3 separate regions of the Oryctolagus cuniculus genome follow, and all the other regions are linked to region 3. A link is a contact called in public Hi-C and Micro-C data. All regions are on one chromosome and are shown on one strand. The core of a region is the stretch at or near the end of the contact, and the rest is flanking DNA. Distances in the headings are between cores, read along the strand shown. Region 1 overlaps NFIA (nuclear factor I A). Region 2 has its middle 240 kb from the start of TM2D1. Region 3 has its middle 100 kb from the start of TM2D1.

Region 1 (3,930 bases), core at 386-2,885, 220 kb before region 3:
AACGAACGAACGAAAGAAAGAAAGAAAGAAAGAAAGAAACTCCCCATGTGATTCCCCTAACTGGCTTCCCAATCTGGAAACCCTTGGTCAAGTAGCTGGGTTAATTGTCATGAAGATTAGTGCGATGTTGAAATAAGGACTAATGGTCAAATTACAGGAGTGAAAAACTTTAAGAATAGGTTTTGGTTTGGGCCTGAAAGGGTTAATTAAGGTTTTTTCACGGGTTATTAAAGACCCCCAACCCCTGCCTTCAGGAGTCATATTGACACCCCACCACAGGGCAGCCTGGCTCCTCTATTGCCGTGTTGCTGGTCCGAGCATAATAGGCGTCTGTGTCTACAAATCATTGCTAAAATCATCTCAAGGAAAAAAAAAAAGTTCGAAAGCTTTAACGTTAGACAAAAGCCCAAGAGTTGCAGTGCGCAGCTCAAAAACCCGGAGTCAGCAACTTCTATTGATTAAAAACTAACCTTTAAAGTAACTCTGAGAGTGTGTGGTTAGCATTTAAATTTAAACATGTCATGAGTTGATTTGTGTTACTGAATACCAACTCAGAAGGAGTAACATTCACATCGCATTTTTTTTTCTAATTCCCTTAAGCAGCTAAAGTATTTCATGAAATGTCAATAGGGCAAAAAGAAAAAGGGGAGGGGGAGCTGATACTGGGCCCTGTCGTTTTCTTTCCCATGCAAATATTCACCCCCCAAAAGAAAAGTGTGGAGAGTGAAACACAATAATTAGTCCTTTGTCTAACTTTCCCAAGTGCCAGAGAAAGACAGATTAATTAAATATACAACAGTGTTGGTTTTTGGAGTGGGGGTCTCGCTTGCTGTGTAGGTCATAAATTAGGCAGAATAAATACTTCAATGTGTTTGCAGTGGGCCTGCTACGTCAGAACCACTGGAAGGTTGGTGGGAGGAGAGCGGAGGGTTTCTTGCTAATGATAGTCACGTCTGGGTCTGTCTGGTTGCTCTTAGCAACCAGACATGATGTAACACCAGGATGAACTTGAACTTGGGGGACTTGAAAAGAGAACAATAGACCAGAGCAATCAATAAAGCCTATTTCAGTGAAGGATTACAGAGCTGCTCTGGGGTAACCTTGTCGGCAAGGCACATACTGAATAGTAAGATGTGTGAAGAAACTTTTTTTTCCCCCTGCTTTGCTGTTTTAAGAGAAGTGCAGAGGCACTGCAGATTTTTGTGGTGCCCCGAGGTCTCTCGTCCAGCAACTGTGGGATGGAAAACTGCTCCCCCTACTGACTCACCAGGTCCCGCGCCTTCGCTGCAAGATCCACAGGACTGTCACATTGCAGAAGTCTGGAATTTCACAACTGACTTAGAGAGTGTGAAAACAGAAATCGTAAGCGTTACCAGCCGCACCCAAAGTGTGACACTGTTTTGTTGAAGAGAGAACGCGGCTGTAACACGGATCAGAGTCAGCTGTCGGGAGAGGCCTCCTCCAGACACCCGTTGGCTTCGGCCTCCCTCTCCTTCCTTTCCCCCTCTTGGTTCTTTTGTCCGGGCAGATTGAGGCCGTGTGTATTTGCCAGGATGATTTCCTTTCAGGACACAACGGGCTTTATTGTGTTCCTCAAAGCATGTGGGCAAAGAATAACGTCGAAAGGTATACAGGATGAGTCGCTTCTCAGTTTAGGCTTCGGTTTTTTTAAACTCCTCTGGAAATCAAAGGTAGCTTGTGTGACCAGGAAATCTTACACCCAGCTCCACATAGCCACTGTTGAGCCATTTATCCCTGGGATCTAACGAGTCCTTACCTTACCTAACAGAATCTCATGGGCAAGGGTGAGCCTTTACCTGGCTGAATCCACCCCAGTCTAACCCTTTCTGATTCTGTCAACTCCAAAGAACTCAGAGCATTGACTTTTGCCAGTAGCTGATGGTTTTTCTGTGACTAAGGATAAATGTAGTGAATTGGTCATGGTATCACTGGAGAAAAGGTGGCAGAAGCCATACCCATTTTTATTTCACTTGAAAACCAACTCTGCTATTTGCTCATAATTGGTCACCTTGGATGGACACCAGCAGATAAAGTGACATAATCACCAGACTGTTACTAAAAGAAAAGCACCTGTAGATTTGTGAAAGGAAAGCTAACTGGTAATGACAATCCCACAGGCACATGGAAAGCTCGAACTAAATGTTGGCTGGACAGAACACTGGCCTTATTTTCTCCCTCAGACATCGTGGTAGTTAATAGGGTAAAATTTTGATGCTGCTTGATTGTTGTATGTCATAGGCGTTTGGCCTAGTGATGAGTCCCTAGGTTAGGATACCCACTTCTCACATCAGACTCCCTGGGTTCAATACCTGGCTCTGGCTCCTGACTCTAACTTCCTGCTGATGCAGACCCTGGGAGGCAGCAGGTGATGCCTCAAGTACTTTGCCTCCTGCCGCCCATGTGGGAGACCTGGATGGAGTTCTTGGCTCCTGGCTTTGATTTCCCCAATCACTGTAGGCATTTGAGGAGTGAACCAGTAGATGGAACTCTCTCTCTCTCTCTCTCTCTCTCTGCCTCTCAAATTTTGGAAAAAGAATTAAAATTTCACTTTAGAAATATTGAGCAGAGTGGACCATCATTTACAGAAATGAAAAACAAGAAAAATGCCACCCATTTTATCTGTACAGTACTTTCCCGACTTTATCTCCACTTGTTTTTTTTTTTTGTTTGTTTTGTTTTGTTTTGTTTTTTTGACAGGCAGAGTGGACAGTGAGAGAGAGAGAGACACAGAGAGAAAGGTCTTCCTTTGCCATTGGTTCACCCTCCAATGGCCACCGCAGCCGGCGCACCGTGGCCAGCACACCACGCTGATCTGAAGCCAGGAGCCAGCTGCTTCTCCTGGTCTCCCATGCGGGTGCAGGGCCGAAGCACTTGGGCCATCCTCCACTGCACTCCCGGGCCACAGCAAGAGCTGGCCTGGAAGAGGGGCAACCGGGACAGAATCCGGCGCCCCAACCGGGACTAGAACCCGGTGTGCCGGCGCCGCTAGGCGGAGGATTAGCCTAGTGAGCCGCGGCGCCGGCCCTCCACTTGTTCTTGAGGTGTGAGTTGGCTCTCTGCTAAAGGAATGTCACAGTCATGTCTGCAGCGCCTGCACCTCAGTTAGGAGGGTAACGTGCAGATCATCAGAGGACCCAGTCAGCCCCACAGGAAACCTCTCCGTTTAGCCACTCTCTGTCCATTCAGCTCTTCTTGGCTAAGAGTGTTCTGTATTCCAGGCATGGGGCTAGGTGCTGAGGATTGCATTATAAGCAGGAAGGTTGACTGTCTTGTCCTCCTGCAACAGCTCCCCACCAGACTACAAAACCTGAATTTATATTGCAAGTGGCCAGAAATACCTCGTTTTGTAAGACATGCTCAGAATGCTAGCATCCCCCAGTGAAAACAATGAATTTTCATTTCACAGCAATAAGATGGGTTTCAGCATCTCAGGATTCACTCTCATTTGTCATTCCTTGGCTCTTCCCAACGAAGCAGTCCCTCCTCCCTAACCTAGATCTGGATTTCCGGGCTGGAAAGGCACCTTCCAGCAAATGCCATGTTACCAACTGTGCTGCTAATGATGCTTTTCTTTTTTTCTTCTAGTCCTGGTACCTGGGATAAAAGTTGCAGCATCCCATCATCCACCAGACAGACCACCTGACCCCTTCTCAACTCTGTAACATGGACGCAACCTCAACCCAGCGCGGTTACAACTTCACTGTCAGTGGAAGGGGAGGAAACCCGATTCAAATCAACTTGTACATGGAAACAGCGAGCATTATGGTCAAACAGCAAAGGCCATAACCTTTTGGGATTTTTTTTTTAAATACTTTAGGGACTGTTGTAATTTCTCATATGGTGCTGGAAATGGTTGGGCTGTGTAATATTTGAAGTGTTTCCGTGGTAGCGTGAGCATTAGGTGACGTG
Region 2 (4,364 bases), core at 1,679-4,178, 130 kb before region 3:
TTTGGCTCCTTCTGATTACTTTTTTTCTCTAATCTTAAAAAATATTAAAAGAGCTCACATTTTTCTTTAGTTAATAACAGAAAAAGACTATCCTGACATGATTAAATTTCACAGACCTTTTTTTTAGAAAAAAGTTCTTTTTAAAAATATGTTATTTGTTTATTTGAGAGGTAGAGTTACAAACAGAAAGGTCTTCCATCCATTTACTCACTCCCTAAATGGCCACAACAGGCCAGAGCAAAGCCACTCAGAAGTCATGAACCACGAGCTTTTTCTGGGTCTCCCACACAGGTACTGGGGCCCAAGCACTTGGGCCATCGTCCTCTGATTTCCTAGACCATAAGCAGAGAGCTGGATCATAAGAGGAGCAGCTGGAACTTGAACTGGCATCCTTTGGGAAACCTGCGCTGCAGGCAGAGGTTTAGCCTACTATACCAGGGCACCGGCCCCCTTATTTATTTAGAGGTGGACTAATCAGTATCATTGCTTACAAAAGTATCTTAAGCTATAGGAAGCTTATGTTGAGAAATACAATTTACTTTTAAATTTTTATCTCACAAATCCATCTTTCCATGAATTCTCTGAAGTTCCTTTGTGTATGTGTGTGTGAGTGTTTCCAAGAAATAAGCCATTAGCTCTATGAACTGAAAAAGTCTGCTCCAAGAAATTGCCCCAAATCTGTTCTCCAAGGTTAGCAAGTTGAAGGTCTTCTTGGTAGAAGGTGGCCAGATGTTTCCAACATGCTGCCATGAACACTTGACTTGAATGTTCCCAGAGCTGAGTTGCAAAAGCTCAAGAAGGGAAGGGGGAGGAAATACAGAGGGAAAGTCAAGCACATGAGTCTGAGTGTTTGCAGGGACATGAAAAATGCGGATGCTGAAGGGAGGGACACTGCAGAAACTCCACTGGGAGCCTCCTGACAAGGACCTTCTGAAATCAAACAAGCTCTTGCCATGGATGCCTTTATCTCTGGGGTCATAATTCCTGCCTTTATCATCATTCCCTCCACAGTCCCCCAACCTTGACTACTGGAGAGAGGATAACTTGAGTTTGGCAGAAAATTCGAAAACTTCATTTCCCGAAGACTTTGAAAAACTGCAATTAAAACCATCCCAAACATCTTGAAAATAAATTAATTCTTTCCCAGTTAGGCTGATAGTCTGGCAAAGGCAATACCTTCATCTTGTTCATATACATTGGGACATTTACTCATTATTTCTCCATATCCACCTGTCTTCTCTATCTTTATTTGGACTTTTACAAAGTAGCTACTGAATTGTGTGCACCAGTAAATGCATTAACTCAGTGCAATTTCATGGAGATTTATGCACCTGCAATGTCGAATATATTAAGTTCCCATAAAAGCCTGGCATTTTGGGCATGTTCTTTCCAAAGACCCTATAGGGTACATTTTCAATGTAGAGAGTGATATGCAGGAGCTAAAATCAATGGGCTTAAATTATTAAAATTCTAAGCAGTTGTTACGAATTGGGTCAAGTATTATAAAACTTACAGTCCATCAATTTGCTTTCAATATTAATTTTAGCCTTGTGCCTTGCTATGAAAACCATGAGAATGGAAAGCGTGTAACATCTCACTTGCCACTGAAACAGAAGGGAAGTGATTCTGAAATGCAGACCCTCGCGGCCTCTGGGGAAGATTTACGTGTGAGGATCACGCTCCTCCGAGTGAGGCTGCAGGTGAGTGACAGGTCTGCATTATAAATGCCTGGGGTAACTATAAAAACATAAATGGTATCAGGTTATTGATTTTTTCTTTCTGGAGCCCACAAATTAGAAAAGTCACTGCTAAAAATCACTAGTCTATCCACAAATTTTAATTAAAGCATAAATAAATCATTTTAGTTGCTGCACTTGCATATAAACAAAGGGGAAGATGGCATCTTAACAAATGCTTGTCAACATTTGGTGACTAATGGCTCACAGTGAAAATACAATCTGAAGCAACTGAATTGAAAGCAGATTCTGGAGCTAACTAATATCACATGCAAACCATCTAAAGCTATTATAGCAAAAGGCATTGAAACCACAGATCAGGTTTTTTGGAGAGGGTGGGGGAGTTTAGGATAATTTTGTTAAGTAGAGCAATACTATTTTTTATTAAATAAAGTGGAGCTCTGTAATGAGATATTACAGCTGCTGCACTTTCGCCACATCATGGAGAAATGGATACCCCACCCCTTACGGCAAACACTAACCAGATGCTGCAATGATTCCAAATGTTGATTTTATTCCTAAATAAATACATAGCAAGGACTAGTATAAACAGGTCTTTAGAAAACAAGGGTTTAAGGGGGTGTTCTGAGCAGTCCTAGATCTCATTATGTCAAAGAGAAGAAATTGAAATAGTGAATATTACAGGAATTCCCAGGGGATTCCCAACGTTGGCAGGGGCTTGAGAAGCCAGAATATGACATCTGTGTTGTGCACCAGCTTTGGGGAACACATGTGCAACTCTGCCCTACAAGCATGCTGGGAGAGCTCTCCTCTGCCTTGCTCCCTGTAAAGATCTTAGTGCAGTGTCTAGCATATAAAAAATTATAATTGCACGCACATACATTAACATACAGGCACATGTTCACACATACTTTGTCACACACACAGATTATTCCAATAGTTATACTTACCTCGTTGCAAATGTTTATTGAGCACTGATTATGTGCCAGTGGCCACGTTAGGCAAAGAGAATAGATGAAAACAGGGAGAAAAGGAGTCCCTGAGCTCCAGGCAGTCAGTTGTAACCAAACCCCAGCATCACTGACATCTCCATCTGTCTTCAAACGTGAGTACTTCATCTGATCACAAATGCCTCCTCCTCTTGGCGGACTCTCACTCAGCATGTACAAGAACATACACACCACGCTTCTCCTTGCACTTGTTCCGCTTCCTTTGCTCCCCACCATGATTAGAAGCCTCGCCACCCAGCCAGTTGTCCAAGCCCAGGACCTGGAAATCATCCCTGCCTCTTCCCTTTCTCCACACCCTCAAAAGCAATCACCAGGCCTTTTGTCTGTGGGAGTTGTGTCCACTCTAGTGCCTCTTCGCTATCAAGATGCTGACTCATGGAGTTCAGGCCCCCAGCACTGCCTTCAGTCTGAATACCAGACTGAATACCCTGAACCGGCCTCCAATTTGGCTCACTTTGTATTCAGTTCCCAGAGGGACCTTCCCAAAATGGAGTCTGGCCATGACCTCCTCACTTCTGTCCCTCAAAGGGGTCCTGATTGTTTGCCATGAACACAGCATGACATTCAAAGTCCAAGGGAATCAAGCATCACATGTCAAACGATGGCGAACACTTCCAGACTCACTCTGCACCACTCCCTGCGCACACTGATCCTTCTTCAAGACGGAGCCACTTTGTCTCCCTCATGCCCCTCTCCTTCCCTTACCCGCCTTCTCCTCTGGGAAGTCTTCCTGACCCTGTCCTCTGGCAAGTGCCCCTCCTTTATGTCCCCCATACCACTGCATTGTGGGCGATTAGTGTCTATACAAGGGCATTTCAAGAGACTCATGGGAATGGAATTAAAAGATGATTTTGTTTTGGTGTAAAAAAATTGAAATCCATATATAGGGGATATTCAGAAAGTTCATGGAAAATGTCTATTATGCAAAAACTATGCATGATTTCAAAACTTTATGCACAAAAATAAGCATCATTTTACTCCATTTTTCCCATGTACTTTTTGTCTCTTACTCTACTGCACAAAGAGCTCAGCACAGCTGCCCAGCACTGAGTAGGAGCATTACAAATATTTGCAGAAGACTATAGTACGTCATTAACTCTGACTTTTGCGTGTGTGAAGGGCAGTATTTTTTGAAATGCCACTGAGGAAGAAAAACATGCTACCATGCTTATTAAATGATATCATGTGTATTAAGTGACACGTTCCAATGGCAGAGATGTTAAAATAGTAAAGACAGGCTTCTTAGAATCTGTGAACTCTGCTAACTGCAATTGTTGCCACAATTACACATGCACAGGTTCCAGAGACAGAATGAAACCCCACCCCCGGCCTTTAGGAGGCACCTAAAACTATACAAGCTGCATTCTGTCTCTGAGCCACGGCTTTCTCCTTTACAAATAAGGCTAATAATAGTCCTCTTTCTGCTGTGTGCAGCCACATCATTCCCGTATTTTGGACTTTGAATGCCTTTCTAGAATGGTCTGCTGTGTAATGAATGCTGTTCTATCCTTTAAAGAGCCAGCCCTCACCCTGTTCCAGTTATCTTGCTCAACCCAAGTGTCTTTGATTGAGGGACGACACTGGTCTCCACCCAGAACAGATGAGGCGCTCATGGTGAGGGCAGAAGTTGTCATAGACAGCAGCCTCATGAGTGCTT
Region 3 (4,254 bases), core at 1,575-4,074:
GAGAGAAACCTTGAACTAGGGAAGAGTTTAGCAAGTTCAAGGACCTGAATATAGGCTACTATGTTTAGAGAGAGGCTAAAAAGACAGGTCAGGGCCAGACCACACAAGGCCATGAAAAGGATTATGCTAACGCAGTCACTGAAGGGTGGCAAGCCAGGGAGTGACACGATAGAAGACAGGCAAGACTAGAAGGAGAAAAACCAACTAGAACACCTTGGCAATTGTCCAGGTGGGAAATGACAATAACTTGGAAGACAGCAGGGATGGAGAACAGTGGACAAATGGGAGTGAGATTTTGGAGAAGAGTTGATGTTATTGGATGATAAGTAGATGCTGAAAGCGAGGTAGAAAGGATATTCCCAGGTTTCTAGCTTGAGCTGCTTAATGAAGAGGGTCTAATGAATAACAACTTGTTAGTGTAACTCCAAAGGCAACACCAAAGTGGTATGAGAGTCAGTTATACAGGATGAGAGTTAGACAGTTATACAAGCTCCCACGCCTGCTACGGTGCTCGGCCATCATTGGCTGCTGTAGAAACAGATGCATTAATCAGGTACCAGGACACAGAAATCTGCCACCTCGATGCTCATCAAACTTTCCTTTCCATAAACCAGAAGCATGTCTCTGAGCTATGAAAATCAGACTCGAATATGAACTCTGAAAGTTCACCCTCGGCTCTTACAGACATGGTCACAGATGCCTGGCTGTTGAACTAGGAGAGCTTGAAAGAAAACAAACTGCCCCTTGAAGTTATTTAAAAACTAAGCAAGATTCTTTATTCATTCAACCAATTTATACTGTGTTTACTGTAAGGGGTATGAGGCCAATAAGATGTGTTCTTTGCCTGGGCAAAGAGAAAAAGAGGCATAAAAAAGGTACGTACAACAGTGTATTGTGTTCCATAGAGCAAGCTACAGACTTACAGCTAACAGATGGTAGGCATATTAATTCTAAGTGGGACTACTACACAGGCATAGCTGAGAAAGATTTCAGAGAGGTGGTTGTATTTGAGGCAAGTTTTGAAGGGGCCACAGCACAGACAGAGCCATGAACACCTTAAAGAGCCGGAAGTATTCTCATTGGAGCCCTCTTTAGGGAGTCGTAGGGTGTCTAATTCCAGGCTGGAAAAGTATTATTCTTTTTTTTTGTAAAGGTTTTAATTATTTATTTGAAAGTTAGAGTCTTTTTTTTTTTTTTTTGACAGGCAGAATGGACAGTGAGAGAGAGAGACAGAGAGAAAGGTCTTCCTTTGCCATTGGTTCACCCTCCAATGGCCGCCACAGCCGGCGCACCGCACTGATCCGATGGCAGGAGCCAGGTGCTTCTCCTGGTCTCCCATGGGGTGCAGGGCCCAAGCACTTGGGCCATCCTCCACTGCACTCCCTGGCCACAGCAGAGAGCTGGCCTGGAAGAGGGGCAACCGGGACAGAATCCGGCGCCCCGACCGGGACTAGAACCCGGTGTGCCGGCGCCGCAAGGCAGAGGATTAGCCTAGTGAGCTACGGCGCCAGCTCAAGGAAAAGTATTATTCTATTCCAAATTCTGAAAACCACTACCAGCCTGATTGATCTGTTATCATTTGATGCAAGTAGAAAATTCTAATTTGTGGGAACCCAAACCAATAAGCACCTTTTTTTAAAAGATTTTTTAAATTTATTTATTTCAAAGATAAATTTACAGAGAGAAAGTTCCTCCATCCACTGGTTCATTCCCCAAATGGTCTCAGCGGCCAAGCGAGCTAATGCAAAGCCAGGAGCCTCCTCCGGGTCTCCCAGGAGGGTGCAGGGGCCCAAGCACTTGGGCCATCCCCCACTGCTTTCACTGCTTTCCCAGGCCACAAGCAGAGAGCTGGATCAGAAGAGTAGCCAGGGCAAGAACAGGTGCCAATATGGGATGCAGCACCCACCCCGAATAAGCGTCTCTGGATGTGGCCATACATGAGTACTTCCAGCACCCGTGTGAGCTTTGGGTTTCCCTATTTATGTGGCAGGTCCTCTCTCCCAAGATTCACAAGCAGGCCCACGATTTGGCCACGGCTGTGGGACCCCTCTTTCTCAGGTGCCTAGAAAGATGTGGCATCAGCCCAAGGCAATGCTTATGTGGGCCGGAGAGCACAGACAATAGTATGACTGTGACATTTAATCTGTCTGGCAAATTGGTGCAGCTGCTCTCCTACAACAAACAGGCAGGCAGAGGGAGCGACCACCGCCACAAACAAACAAACAAAGTGTGTGCGTGATCCTTAAATTTTAATAGCTATTCAGACAGTCCTTAGAGAGGAACTTGGCAGCTCCGGCCTCCAAGGCTGCTCCCCCACCTGTCTCCAGGCACAGCAAACACAGCTGTGTGAGGAAACAGGAAAGAAATGGTGCGAGCCGGAGGGCCGAGGGCGTGGGGGGAAGAATGGGAGCGCGCCTTTCCCATAAACCCACTTGGGACAGGGCCTGGCTAACAACTGCAGAAATACGGGAGGACACGCCGCCAGGCTCTTTGTAAGACTTCGCGTTAAGTGAAATCACTCAAGACGCAGCTCCAGGGCCACTTCAGAACCCCGAGGCCGAGCGCACGAGGGGCGCTCAGGGAGAGCCCGGGGCTTCTGCTTCTGTCAGAGTGAAACACAACGGCGCTGCATGCCCTGGCAGAGGCCCTGTAGAACTTCCTGAAGTGTCTAGAAACTTCTTTATCTGTATTTCCCCGGGCTGAGAAGTGCACACATTTTTAAAGTTCAGCCCTTGACAAAAGTCAAGACTGAGGCAAGATGTTTCAGCCGCCCTGATCCAAATGTTAGCATTTCTGCAGCGGTCAGGGGCTTGCCGCGCCCCAAAGCAACGGGTCGGGGGAGGGCGGGAATCGGGAGAGGGAAAGAAGTCGTTCGAGAGGATGAAAAACAAAGCCAGGAGGTATTTTTGGTATCATGGTAATCACAAAATAGCACGAATGCGGTCTGTGCCTGCGTGCTACCCCAACGTCGATTTGAATCCCACTGAACGCTGGTTTGAAATTTTCCATTTTTGTAATTTGCTTGCCTTTGTTAAGCCAAGACTTGAGAGAAACCTGGCAGCCGGCTGCAAGTCTGGCACGATTTCACCTCAGACGCACCCGCTGGCTTGGGACGTTGAGGGAGACCGCACAAGAGCGAAGGCGGCGCTGGGAGAAGCGGCGGCTCGGCAGCCGCCCGGGCAGGCCCGCGGCCTCGCAGCCAGGGGGTTTGGCTCCCCCTACCGGAATCGCGAGGCCGGCAACGCCGCGGCCTGGTGGGGGTGGGGCACCGGGCCACCTGCCTGGAGAGTTTCCCAGCCAGTGGGAAGGGAGGCAAAGCAAAAGGAGTGGGAAGCAGGGATTTCCACACCACATCGAGGCAACAGAGCCAGGTCCGAGTCAGCACAGCGCTTCGTGTTTGGAGGAGAAAAGATAGGCACGCTGCCTCCATCAAATTTACGTACAAACTTGGGCCTCGTGCTTACATGGAAACCCGGGTTGAGAGCCAAGCAGTGAGTGGTCCCAGTGTGCAGGCCCAGCACATAGTGTGTGCTTAGCAGATAAATGCTGATTGAATGAATGAATGAATGAATGACCCCCGGGCCGGTGCTGTGGCATAGTAGGTTAAGCGCGGGCCTGCAGCACCGGTTCCCAGCGGCGCCTCTTCCCATCCAGCTCTCTGGGAAAGCAGCAGAAGATGGCCCAAGTGCTTGGGTCCCTGCACCCACATGGGAGACCCAGAAGAAGTTCCTGGCTCCTGGCTCCTGGCTCCTGGCTCCTGGGTTCTGGCTTTGGATCGTCCCAGCTCCAGCAGATGCCACCGTTTGGGGAGTGAACCAAGGGATGGGAGACCACTCTCTGTGTCTCTCCCTCTCTGTCTGTAACGCTGCTTCTCAAATAACTAAATAAATCTAAAAAAAAAAAAAAAAAGACTCAATGCACTAAATAACCTACTCTATCAAACAGAGAGCGAATGTGATTAAAAAAAAAAAAAAACACTTCCCTGCTTTTTCCAGTATTCATAAGTTGTAAGATGGGTTTTGTTCATGGCTAGTAATTCCTGCAAAAATCCTGCACCAGGTAGGCTAGTCCAGTGCTCTTGCCCCCACCCCCAATGTGCATAGCAGGGATTGAGAATCAACCCCATTCCATGCCCTCATTTGGAGAACTTCAGTGCATTTTCCTGTGCCAGCCAGTTGCTGACAGATCTGGTTTGGGGCTAACTTTTCTTGACCTCTCTAATGTTTATTTTCTAAGGCAAAAGAATCATTTTGC

The links. A called contact is a pair of places that touch in the nucleus more often than the background predicts.
Region 1: a Micro-C map of ear pinna shows a contact between it and region 3, with 3 times the contacts expected there. The contact joins two enhancer-like sites. A contact is called at or near these places in 3 of 6 Hi-C or Micro-C datasets (ear pinna, psoas muscle and an unstated tissue).
Region 2: a Hi-C map of an unstated tissue shows a contact between it and region 3, with 1.8 times the contacts expected there. The contact joins two enhancer-like sites. A contact is called at or near these places in 2 of 6 Hi-C or Micro-C datasets (psoas muscle and an unstated tissue).

The regions. Positions count from the first base shown.
Region 1 is chr7:111,396,871-111,400,800 of mOryCun1.1, reverse strand. NFIA (nuclear factor I A) reads left to right here. Exons shown (of 11, transcript XM_051857696.2): 11 at 3,607-3,930. The coding sequence ends at 3,624. Among named protein-coding and RNA genes, the nearest start is that of TM2D1, 320 kb to the right of the region's middle. Within about 2 kb of position 1,635, at least 4 of the 8 cell types and tissues checked have an H3K27ac peak or open chromatin away from gene starts, as enhancers often do. A contact at or near this core is called in ear pinna, where this site is marked.
Region 2 is chr7:111,312,910-111,317,273 of mOryCun1.1, reverse strand. No RefSeq gene overlaps it. Among named protein-coding and RNA genes, the nearest start is that of TM2D1, 240 kb to the right of the region's middle. Within about 2 kb of position 2,928, at least 1 of the 8 cell types and tissues checked has an H3K27ac peak or open chromatin away from gene starts, as enhancers often do.
Region 3 is chr7:111,178,136-111,182,389 of mOryCun1.1, reverse strand. No RefSeq gene overlaps it. Among named protein-coding and RNA genes, the nearest start is that of TM2D1, 100 kb to the right of the region's middle. Within about 2 kb of position 2,824, at least 4 of the 8 cell types and tissues checked have an H3K27ac peak or open chromatin away from gene starts, as enhancers often do. A contact at or near this core is called in ear pinna, where this site is marked.